2 separate regions of the Hordeum vulgare genome follow, and region 2 is linked to region 1. A link is a contact called in public Hi-C data. All regions are on one chromosome and are shown on one strand. Each heading gives the region's core, a stretch centred on a gene start, on an enhancer-like site or on the middle of the called end of the contact. The rest is flanking DNA. Distances are from core to core; before and after follow the strand shown.

Region 1 (6,257 bases), core at 1,384-3,883:
TCCCTCGCCTCATCCGACAAACCTCGCGCCCCCAGAAGGCCGCCGTGCTGAAGCCGAAGAAGGTGCTGACGACCGAACAACGGGTGAAGGAATCAGCCAAGAGGAAGGACCGGAGGCACGCGGCGGACACGAGGGAAGATGAAGCCGCCGCCGCCGCCACGCAGCAGGAGGTCACCAACGCCTGTGTCGTGACGGCAAACGAGGAAGGCGCTCTGCATGTTGGGGTTAAACCTTAGCCAGCACAGCCTCGTCAATGTCGCCGTGGCCGCCGCGGTCAGCACCGACTCTTCCGGCTTCCCTCTGACGGTGTTGCCCGACTCGCCCCGCGCGTTGACTTGCAACCCAGTGCCCGGCTTCCATGTCTACCCGCAGGCCTCCCGCCTCTCGGGGGAGTGCTCGCCCGAGGTGAGCGTGGTCGCTCCTTCCACGCCCGCGCCCGCGACCATCGACCTCAATGCCACATCAGTGGCTGCTAGCTCGTCAGTCGGAGGTGCGAGGAAACGCAAATGGGAGACGCCAGCTGAACTGTTGCCGGGCACGCGCAACCTGTTCGACGAAATGTCTGCCGCCGCCGCCGACGACTTCATGCGGAACATGATCTTCGAGGGTGGTGCGCCGGTCGCTGGTTTCGATCTCGATGAGATACAAAGACAGGATGGCCGAGGGCCTGCTGGCTACAATGAAGATCAGGCCGCCTTCATGCGTGATCGGGTCGGCATGGACCTGGATGGCTTCCCTCTCGACCATGAGTTCCCGGAGGACTACGAGCTAGAGGAAGAGGACGAGTGCGACATCGACTTGGAGTCTTTGTTTGAGGACGAGCTTGCCAACCAAGCCGCCGGGACGAAGCCGAAGCGCAAGAGCAATCGTACCAAGGCATACACGGCGGCCGATGACAAGCTTCTTTGTGAGTGTTGGAGAGACATTGGGCAAGACCCCAAGACGGGCGCCGAACAAAAGCATTCAACCTTTTGGATTCGTGTGCACCGTGAGTTCCATGAGCGCAAAGAAGATTTCGCCGTACCAAATGGTAAGCGCGTGTGGGTGGGCGTCCATTTCAAAGCGTTGTAGGGTGATACAACAAGAGTGCAACAAGTTTTGTGCCACTCTTGAGAGCGTCAAGGCCCGCCCTGTGAGCAGCATCGGCATGCGAGAGATGGTATGCTAGCAAGCCGTCCTCTTTTTGTGTCATCAAGTTTATGCTTGAGTGTTCGTTTGCATATCATTTTGCCAACATTCTTGCATTGAAATACATTTGTAGGCATTTCAAGCTTTGGAGGCATTCAAGTTCCAACACAATGGCAAGTGCTTCAACCTCTCCCATTGCTTTAGGGTGATCAAAGCCGAGGAGAAGTTCAAGGCGCAATATGCCGCCCTCAAGTCGCGTGGTGGGAAGCAAGCCGTGGAGGAGGTTGGGGACGGCGAGAAGGCTCGGTCGCGAGGGAAGACCAACTCCAAGAAGAAGGACAAGCGGGATGCGGCATCGATCGCCTTGATCGCACCCGTGGAGGGCATGATCACCAAGAAGGACTCAAGGAAGGAGAAATGCTGGCAAGAAAGAGAAGAGCAAATGAACGCCTTCTTGGAGATCCAAAGGAGAAGGCTTGACATGGAGGCGGAAAAGCAAGCACGGATGCTTGAGATGGAGGCGAAGAAGTAAGCCAAGATGCTAGAGATCGAGGCCGCCAACGCCAAGACCAAGGCCAAAGAAGTGGCTCTCGCGAGCATGAAGAGTGGGGTGCAGATCATGAAGGTGGATCTCAACACCGTGTCGCAAAGAAAGAGGCCTTGGTTCGAGAAGATGCAGGCCGATATGCTCAAGTTCGATGAGGAGTGATCTATGACGACGAGCGTCATCCTTTTTTTATGCCAGCAAGTGTGCTCGCATGACCACGGGGTCCACGATGGCGTGGTCGAACTCGAGCCCCGCCCATTTTTTGTGTGCCGACCGGTTGGCGAGTGTGCCAGCATGAAAACTGTGATATTTTCTAAAGCTGGCATTGTATGCCGGCGCTGGCATGGTGCCGACATGAGACATGGCCGTTGGCGTAATCGGCCGCGGACCCTTTTACTTAAATGCTGACTACATACATGAAATGGGTCGGCACGTTGGACGCACTGCCGACCCATATTTAAAACAGGACGGACGGCGGACACGCGGCCGACCCAAACGGACAAAAAAAGATAAAATCGCCGTCCGTTTGGATCGGTCCGTTGAAGTTGCTTTGTGTCATCTATCTCACCGACAAACTGTGATAATAGATAGTTAAACAGTATCGTCAACGGATTCGGTGGTAGAAAAAGAGCCACGTCTCAAAAGTTTTACTAACCAGGTTAGATCGTGGTTAAGTTGACAAATAATATCAAAACAGTGATTTCGGCCGCGCTGTATGTGGTTGTGTCGATATATCAAAACACTGATTTTGGCCGCCCTATGTGTGTGGTTGTGTCGATATCCACACGTACCCAGGCACGCACGCACGCATACATAGACGTGGGTATCCCAGAAATCGGGATGGATGCAGAGAAAGTTGGTTGAATTCTTTATGACCGGCGGCCGGCTTCGACGAAAGTTCTCGCGTTTTTACTCCTACATACACTCCTGGTGGGAGGTGCGGTCTGGTCTTGTTTCCTGTGCCGCTTCCTTCAATCATTCATTCATCAACGTTCCTCTCCGTCCACACCCACCACCCCACACACACAGAGGCACACAGCACGTTTTCTCCGCTAACCCCTCCCAACAAAACCCTCTCCTCCGGCTTCCCAGGCAAGCCAACTCCGACGAATTCCTCCCGCCGCTGCTCTTCTCCCTCCTCTCCGCCCCCATCCCCTCGCCTCGGCGGCCCGGGGACGACGACCCGGACCTGCATTGGTTTGTTTCAGGGGGTGAGGAACCCTACCCTTTTTTTTCCCGGCTGTTTCCTCTTCGCAATCGGCCCACGCTTTTCCCTGTGGGGTTGACGGTAAATCGGAACTCGTCCGGCCTGTCCCTTCTCTCTCGGGTTATTGTTGTTGCTGCTGTTGTGTGGCGGAGCATTTGTTCCACTTTTTTTTTTCCGTTTCTGGAACGTTAGGCGAGCGGGGGCGCGGATTCCTGCTTTTCCCCAAACTCGAGGGTTTCATGGAGCTCCGCTTCTGTTTTTGCTGGTGGATGTGGGGCTGCTTTTTTTTTTTTTGACCGAGCTCTGCTGCTCTGTTCTCGCTGATTTCCTCTGTTCCTTGGGTTGAAATGGATTTTTCTCTCTGTTCTTATTCGTCACAAGCGCAGTTGTTTATTACGCGCTGATCGCATTTAGTAGCTAGCTTTGCCTTGATTAGCTGACACGTGTACAGATCAGTCCCCATTATTACGCGCTGATCACGTTGTGATTAGCCAGATGGATTTCCGTAACTACGTACTCGCAGCAGCTTCAGAAATTAAAGCCCCAAAAGACCATATGAAATCCATCATGCACAACTTAATATAAGTGCCTACGGCCTACTTGTCACACGGGCATGATTATCCTCAAATCTATAAATTCTGTGGAAAATTGATAATTGCATAGCCGATTCACATGTACTCTCATTTCACGCATCGATCCACATAACATCCAGCAAGGTGTAACCCCCATCACCACTAACTCGATGGTTTTTGTTACTGTACTACCAAAGATAATAGAATAGAGTTGCCTTTGGAAATGTGGCGTGCCCTTTGTTTTCATGACCATGTATTACATTTAATTGTTTGATGAACTGGATTGTGTGTTTGTCCTTTGGTTGGCATGGTTGTTACTCACTCAGTTTAGTTGTTTCAGGTTAAGCAATGACATTGTTGGACTGGATTGAGTTGTCTGACGAGGAGGCGACAGCCGAAGAAGAATTTCCTCCACAAAATGTCAAAGACGAATTTCCTCCAACAAAAGTCAAAGAAGAATTCCCTCCAACAAAAGTCAAAGAAGAATTCCCTCCAACAATAGTCAAAGAAGAACAGGGTGCTCATGTACATTGTCATGCAGCTCAGTTGGAAGTAGAACCTGTTGATTTAACCACAGAAGAAGATGATGTTGAAGAGGATAGGAATGCTCATGGGAAAAGGGATGCTGCTCAGTGGGCAAAAACATCACATAGCCAACAGTTTGTTGCACCTCATGGACAAGGTGAGGCAGCTTGGACAGTAGTGCAAAGACAAGAGTTTCTTGCAGCTGCTAAAGGTGTGGAAGAGTTTCTTGTAACAGGTGATGTTGCGCAAGAGACTATGCAGTCTGGAAATCAGGATTTTACTGCAGCAGTTGATTGCGCAGAAGAGGCCACACATTCTGAAAATGCAGCTGAAGCTGGCCCATCATCGTTTACAGAACAAGGTGTTGTGGCAGGCGATTGCGATGAAGAGGCTATGCAGCCTGGAAAACAGGATTTTGCTGCAGCAGTTGATTGCGCAGAAGAGACCATGCAGTATGAAAATGCAGCTGAAGCTGGTCCATCATCGTTTACAGAACAAGGTGTTGTGGCAGGCGATTGCGGTGAAGAGGCTATGCAGCCTGGAAAGCAGGATTTTGCTGCAGCAGTTGATTGCGCAGAAGAGGCCATGCAGTCTGAAAATGCAGCTGAAGCTGGCACATCATCGTTTACAGAACAAGGTGTTGTGGCAGGCGATTGCAATGCAGAAGCTATGCAGCCTGGAAATCAGAATTTTGCTGCAGCAATTGATTGCGCAGAAGAGGCCATGCAGTCTGAAAATGCAGCTAAAACTGGCCCATCATCGTTTACAGAACAAGGTGTTGTGGCAGGCTATTGCAGTGAAGAAGCTATGCAGTATGGAAATCAGGATTTTGTTGCAGCAGTTGATTGCGCAGAAGAGGCCATGCAGTCTGAGAATGCAGCTGTGGCTGGCCCATTATCGTTTACTGGACAGGGTTTTGCGGCAGGTGTTTGCGGCGAAGAGGCTATGCAGTCTGGAAAGCAGGATTTTATCGCAGCAGTTGATTGCTCAGAAGAGGCTATGCAGTCCGAAAATGCAGTCGAAGCTGCCCCATCATCGTTTACAGATGGTGTAGCAGCAGGTGATTTTGCTGAAGAGGCCATGCGGTATAATCATGAAGACAAAGCTGCTGAATGCTCGCCAATGACCGGACAAGCTGGTGCATCGTCCTTGTCACTGACAGAACAAGATGCTACTACATCCTCACTAAGGACAGTGCAACAGAGTCACAAGAGAGATGCATTGCTAGGTTCCCCTCCCATCTCAACTGCGGCGCCTTTTCCCCGGCAATTCTGGAAGGCTGGGGAGTACAAGGTTGCTGCCCGAGCTTCCATCAACAGTATGTTCTTATTCTCTTCCAAGCCCAGGACTATATTTAACAGTCCCACCAATAAACATTGCCTGCCCCGTTTAGAGTGTCCATCTTGGCAGGTTGGGTGGATTGCCCTGCTTGTCCACTCGCTCTCCCCATTGGTGGACTGAAACTTGCTCACACGCTGTTCCCTGTTACATGAAACTGAGAATTGTGTTAATGTTAAGTTAAAAAGTTCATTTAATTTTAATCCTTACTCTATTACATGTCTCGGAGTATTGACTAGTTAGATTTTTTTGCTGTACTTTTGCATATATGGCAGAGCTGCATCCAACCTGCACTGCCACCAATGAGAACCCTTCATGGTTTACCTTGGCTACCAAGTTGCTTACTTCAATCATTGGTTTATTTCATTGTTATAGCTGGGTTTATTTTCATTGGATATATTCCACAAAATAGAGAGATGTTTCCATCTATTAGGCCTTGTACAATGCTAGGTGCTTAGAAAAATAAACCGTTTTTTTCTGAAGTACCATTGCCTATTTGTACAGGAAAGACGCCTAATTAAGCGTCTACCCTCCACAAATAAGCACCGGTGCTTAAAGAAACACTGGTTTATTTCTCTAAGCACCTCCTTTAAGCGTCTTGCATTGTACAAGGCCTTAAATAGTCTGTTACGTAAGGTGATGAGGCATCCCTAAATTTGGGAGGCTGTGTCAAGAATTTATCATGCATGAATGAATCAAGGGTCTTATGTTTAAAGTGTTTTCTGCAGTCTCTTTCTTGATTGTATTAACGTAAAAAAAATAGAGGAAATCATGCACTGACAGGTTCAATATGGCCCCATCTGCATGCACGTTATCTCCATTTTCTGTTTGTTCTTACATCTTACTATTTAATTTTGCAATTTGATTAGGTGGCCAGAACTGCTTAAGGATCAATCCCAAGTTTCTTCACTCGAATGCTACGTCACACAAGTGGGTATTT
Region 2 (6,346 bases), core at 2,078-4,577, 760 kb before region 1:
CGGCCACGTTAAACGAAAGAAAGCAAAATGACGTTCGACGCGTCACATGGACTAACCGGTGGATGCTCGCACGAGAGATCCGCTCGTGGAAGCCAAGCGTTTTTCAAAGTATGTTCACAGTTTAATTCGTTTGGTATATAATGTAGCAAAAGTTAGCGGTCAAATAAAAATCTAAAAACCATGCTTGTATGTTAAATGACATGTATTTGTAATGGGTATGCGGAGGTCATATATGTGGTTAGAGTAGACCCGTCCAGGACATATACCAAATTTCAAATAATCAATGGATATGTGTTCCCCCTGTCGCACCCTTTCGTGAGACCCTGTTAATCCTCTTTGTTGATGTGCATCCCGAAGAAAGAAGCCGTGATCTTCAAGCCTTTGCCGTCACGAGAATCTGCACGGGACGCATCAATAATACTTTTTTTTTGCGAGGGGCATCAATAATGTTTCTAGGCAGCGTGTCACCATTCCCTGACTGTATCAACGATGTGCAATATCCATTGATTGATGCATTATTAGTTGCACAAGTTGATACTATTATCCAGCTGCTTTTTATTGGACGGGTATCCAGTCGTCTTTGTTGGTAAAATATTGCAAGAGTACTTGGGCTATGTGCCGTCCCTCGAGATTGTGGCACCCCGTTTGGAGCAAAACGTGCTTGGTCCGAAGCATATGAGTGGACAGCTCACTTTTAAAATAAAAAAGCACTCAATTAGTTTACTCATTCAGAGACAAGCGACAGTTAGTTTACTCATTCAGAGACAAGCGACAGTTTCATCACTTCATCAGTATGTATATGCTGTTCCCAGTTCAGTACAGGTAGTATATCTTCAGTGCTCTGGTCAGCAATGTACTACTAGTAACTCGTCTGTAGTATGTATACACCAGAAATGAAATCAATTAAGTAACTTTGATTTGAACTTACAAAATGAGAACTCATCAGCTATACCCCAACAAACCAAGTAACCAAATAACCCAAGACAAACGCTCTAATCAATCCTGCAGCTGGTCCAGCGCCTTGAGGAGAAACGGCTTGAATCTGGTGACATTGACCATGACATCCTGCTTCATGACGATCTCTGCGAGCGCCGGCCATCCCTGCGCGTGGATCTGCATGGGGTTCTTGAACACGTAGTGGTCTCGGGAGTACTTGTCCTTGAGAGTCGTCTCCTCCTCGGACACGTAGTACTCGACGTACCGGAGCTGCATGTCGCGCGCCGGCTGCCCGTAGAAGTTGGTGGCCATCCAGTCCATCTTGCCCCACGGCACGATCTGCACCAGCACGGCGCCCGTGGGCAGGAAGATCTGGTTGGTCAGCCCGGCGCCGTGCACGGCCAGGAGCACGTCGGCGGCGTTGACGGTCTCGGCGAACGCACGCACGTCCGCGCCGGCCTCCGCCACGGTCACCTCGAAGCCGAGCTGCTCGCAGAGGGCACGGACGGCGGGCAGGTTGAGCAGCTTGCGCGTGCCCTTGCGCTCGATCATGAGCATCTTGGGCCTGACGGTCGTCTTCTCGCCGAGCACCGCGGGGACGTCCCGCGGCAGGCCGAACGCGCGGCGGAGGAACCGGTTGTAGTCCACCATGGTGTAGTTGTGCGGGTTGCGGGTCGCGTGCGGGGCGATGATGAGGTCGCGGTCGCGGTATAGCCCGAGCTGCCCGCCGGGGAAGCAGTGCACCTCCTCCTCCTTGTCGAAGTTGATCACCTCATAGTTGGACAGCTTCTTGAGCAGCGGCGCGAATTTCTTGACCCACCACGGCTTGAAGTTGGTGATGAGGAGCTGCACCTCGCCGGCGAAGTGCGCCGTGGAGAGGAAGAGCGGGATCATCACGTCCGTGTTGTCGTGGAAGAAGTTGTCGGTGTAGCCGGCCGTGGAGAAGACCACCGCGGGGACGTCGTGGCGCCGGGCGCACGCGGGCGCCGAGACCGGCGACGCCACGGACTTGATGGTGACCTCCACGACGCCCGGGAGCAGGAAGGTGTCCTTGCGGGCGTACGGCCGGATCTTCTTCTCCCCGTTGTCGTCGAACGGGCCGGCGCCGGCCGGGTTGATGAAGAACATGGTCTTCTCCTTTGGGCTGACCCGGACGTCGCCCGTGAGCTCGCAGACGGACGGGCGCGCGTAGGGGAAGCCCTCGTCGACGGCGTTCTCGTCGCAGGTCATCTTGGCCTTGGCCTCTTCTGTTTTATCGCCACCGTCTGACCAAAATACGGATCATAAGTTCAGACTAAAAGTATACCAAGTACTATTCGTAAATGAACTAGATTAGTACTGTATCGAGGGGATTAAAGCTAAGCTCTTTGGGGAATCATCATCTATTAAAGGCAAGATCTCTGTTTCCATTTGATTTAAGATCCCAGCCGGATTCAGGTAGAGACAGGGAAAGAAATGGAAAAGAACTCACCTGGTTTGGTTACCGCGGTCTCCTCTTTTTCGGTGCTTTCTGTCTCCGCTGGGGTCTCCGCCTTTTCATCGATCTTTGTTTCTTGTGGAAAGCCGGGCTCCTTCGGCTCCGCGTCGCCTCCACCCAGATCTTTCTGCTCCTCGACTTCGACCTTCTTCTGCACCGGCACGGCCTGCTCCGTGCTGGGCACCGCCGTGGACGCGGGCGGGGCGTTCTTCATCACCATGGACGTGCTCTCTGCAGCAGCGACAATTTTTTGTTTTCAAATCAATCAGCAAGCTTGGAAACCCAAACAAACATCTACTAAGAAACGATTCTTGCGCGAAGATGAAGAAGTGGATCGGAGGCGCTCACCGAAGACCGGGGAGTAGATGGCGAAGAGGCGGGCGAAGGAGATGTAGGTGAGGAGGGCGAGGCAGCAGCCGGCGACGAGCCCAATCCCGAGCTTCTTAGGCTCGATCCTGCTCAGCTCCTTGGCCAGCCGCGGCTGCCTCCGCTCGCCGGGGCCGGCCGGCGGCTTTGACCCGCGCGCGTACGCCGTGGACGCCATGGAAGATCACCCACCCCCAGACACAAGACACGGCCACGACCCACGACCGATTCCCCCGGCCGGACAGCGCAAGAGAAGAAACAAAACAATCACACCACGAGGCCAGGCGCCCCCCGATATATCGGCCGGCCGATCGATCGCCACCGAACCGCGACTTTCTTTTCGCTTCTAAAAAAGCCTATTGGATCGGCAGCGCTGCATACGGGCCGGGGTGATGGTAACATGTAGCGGATGATTGGACCGACTCTTCCTGCAAGCAGTGGCATAATTCGTTTTGTTCGTTGGGGTTACTACTACTAGACTAGTTTGGCGCGGCGGGGGAGGCGGCTTGCTTGCTTCCTCACCGATTCCTTGCTTTGACTCGTCCGCAAGTTGTGTGAAGAATAATTTGGACTTGGCACCTAATCCCGTCGTGGGCAGCAGGGGGGCGTTCTTGATTATTGAGTTGTCATGTTCTGGTTTCATTATTTTTTTCCTTGATGATGAATGGTGGTTCGGCCGGGACAGGGACTTGTGGAATCGTGGAACCAGTCCGTTGGACGTGGGAAGGTATCCATCCATTCTCCATTGGTTGATTGCTTCCATTCCATACTCCCCCGTTGCACAGGGACGCTTGGTCGCTCGTGGGAGGGAAGGCGTGGATTCCGTCGGATAGGCAGTGTTTACGGCATCTCTCACGTTATCTGCGAAACCAACACCCTCAAATGTCTCTCAACATGTTCGGGCGTGTCCGACGACATCTGCCATACTTTTTTTCTTCTTCTTATGAAAGTACGCCTACGCATACCATAACTTTATGGAATGCAAAATTGTAAGTACAAAAACACTATCGCTCGCTGCGACAATAAACGTAACGCGAACTCAGCAGCTGGGCATGTGCAAATACAGCCACCAACAACCAAACAAAAACTACTGAGTAGAAGAGTTTGCCCTAACTGAACACAACACTGCGTCTCGACTAATGCCGGACGAATTGAGAGACGTGAGTTGTGGAGAGGTGTGGTCCGACTAACGATGGGCCGAATGGACCAGTCGGACTCCCTTAGACTTTACATAATTTATTCGCGAGATTAGAAGTCTTCTGGGCAAATGTTTACTATTAAGAGGGAGTCGATGCATCCTTTGATTTGACCATTACAGTCATTAATAAAAATAATAATTAAATATCAAGCATCAAATTAATTTAGAATTCAAAAGTATATAATTAACCATGCGTGCAGTTAATTAGGTTTGTTTAAATAGAAAAAGATTCATATTGAAATCAATTTGAAAGCTAGGCCATTCATACAATTAACTAGCCATGCAATCAATAACTAATGCAGTTAATCATGTGTGTTTAGTAAGTTTTTTTTCAGCGGTCTAATAATGAAATATTGAAATCATCAGGAAAAAACATTTCAATTTTCTTTACGTGTAAGTACTTTTTAACTTGAACATTATTTTTAGGACATCGATAACCACCATACGTGCATTGGGAGCAACATCCAATTACACGCCCAATGATCACATATTGCACCACATCATCGCATGCATGCATAAATGACGGAACTGATGATGTCAACTTAAATCTTTCGGATTTTTTATTTTTAAAAAGTTGTACCTCACCAAAGAAAAATCTAATTGAAAATCCATTTTTAACATTAAATCCGTAGCTACGAAATATTTGAAACTAGGTCTCATATCAATATGTTTCGTTGACTTTTTGTTGGGTTAACAATTGTCATGTGTATTGCATATAAATTGCCTGGTGTTTACAGTATGGTTGCCATGATATGCTTCAGCTAATTTTTTCTATGTTTAAAGTATTTGACATGCTATAAAATGGAGAATTAAAAAACTAAACTTGTCACACTGAATTACAAAAATTTGTCATGATTCATGAAATAATTTTGACATGTAATTAAAAAGAAACCCATCATTAATTACTTTAAAATGCATGGTTAATGACTCAAGTTTGTCATGAACCATAAACTAAAATTGACATGATGAATTACTTAAATTTATGATGATACATGCACTAAAATTTGCTAAGGTTCATACAAAAAATGGTTTCCTTCATAAAAAAATTAGGATTGTCATGGTCCAAAATACTAAAATTGGCATGATCCATAAACTAAATTTCTCATGATCTATAAACTAAATTTGTCATGATGAATTACTAAACATCGCCATGATTCATGAATTATTTGCCGTGGTTAATTACTAAAAAATAGTCATGGTCAATTAATAAATTTTGCAACAAAAAGCAGTTGAAAAAACAACAACAACTTTATATCTAGAAAAAAAATAGATGAAACATATCATGACAATTTTAATGTAAACTCTATGACAACTTTTTTGAACACACTACACACGCAATCGCTCATATATACGCGCATACACTCAGCCATATGAGCGCACACATGAAAACCATACCCTTATGAGCATCTCCGAGAGAGACTGAGCCGGCATATCATTTTGAGATTTACAAAGTTCTAAAATAAATTCAAAAATAATGCGAGCACCAGGACTTGAACCCTGATGGACTGAGAATACCACTATCCCTCTAACCATTCAACCACAGATTGGTTCGCGTAAACTCTATGACACTTACAGTGTAAACATCATGGTGAAATTTGGCCGCAAAAATAGTCGTTGAAATATATCAATATGTGATCTAGTTTGAAGATCTCGTCAAGGCCAATTTAGGGATGAAAATGGATGTTTAATCAGATTTTTTATTTAAAAGATAAAACAATTTTAAGTTTAGAAAAACAAAACAAAAAATCTGTTGTTGTCATCTGTTTGATGTGGTAAGATGAATGATGATATAAGAGCAAGTACAATAAGGTATAGTCAGCAGGCTGTAAGGATTAAAATACTATATTTTTGCTGAGTTGGATGAGAGAGAAGAGGAGAGAGAAGGGAAGCGGGCTCTTCGTGAAAAGCTAGCTCTAGCACGTGCTCCTAGGTGCTTTATGAGAATGAAAAGTGGACCATATATGATAAAAGTAGTACTCTTTTATAGTTAACTATTGTACAAGCTAGCTATAAGATGGGCTATAAGACTGTTTATAGTCAGCAGTTGGCTATACTATTAACCATGCTCTAAACGTTTGGACCATATTATTCCGTGTCACACGTGTATTGCTTATTATTTGAATATTTTTTAATCAAAATACTAAAATCGATTTGAGCACAAACTTCATTTGTTTTTTAGCGTTCATACTCATCCGACGAAATCAAGTAAGAGCGAACGTTCCCATTGACGGGGACGTCCTGCCTTCCGGGCCAGCGATGGTGCATCTTAAGTCTTAACGCAAGTGAGGACACATGTGCAAGATCTGCCATCTGTTAATTTCCACACATGTGCTGGATCTGCCTCGTAGTAGTAGTTCTTAGCTATCAAT

The links. A called contact is a pair of places that touch in the nucleus more often than the background predicts.
Region 2: a Hi-C map of seedling shows a contact between it and region 1, with 2.3 times the contacts expected there. The contact joins the promoter of LOC123412098 here to the promoter of LOC123407719 in region 1. A contact is called at or near these places in 2 of 6 Hi-C or Micro-C datasets (leaf and seedling).

Annotation. Positions count from the first base shown.
Region 1 is chr7H:157,378,543-157,384,799 of MorexV3_pseudomolecules_assembly, reverse strand. LOC123407719 (protein MICRORCHIDIA 6-like) reads left to right here and starts at 2,633. Exons shown (of 20, transcript XM_045100914.1): 1 at 2,633-2,886; 2 at 3,795-5,297; 3 at 6,187-6,257. The coding sequence starts at 3,803.
Region 2 is chr7H:158,140,385-158,146,730 of MorexV3_pseudomolecules_assembly, reverse strand. It overlaps LOC123412098 (beta-1,2-xylosyltransferease XAX1-like), which reads right to left and starts at 3,327. Exons shown (of 3, transcript XM_045105046.1): 1 at 2,762-3,327; 2 at 2,408-2,644; 3 at 882-2,201. The coding sequence starts at 2,957. The coding sequence ends at 997.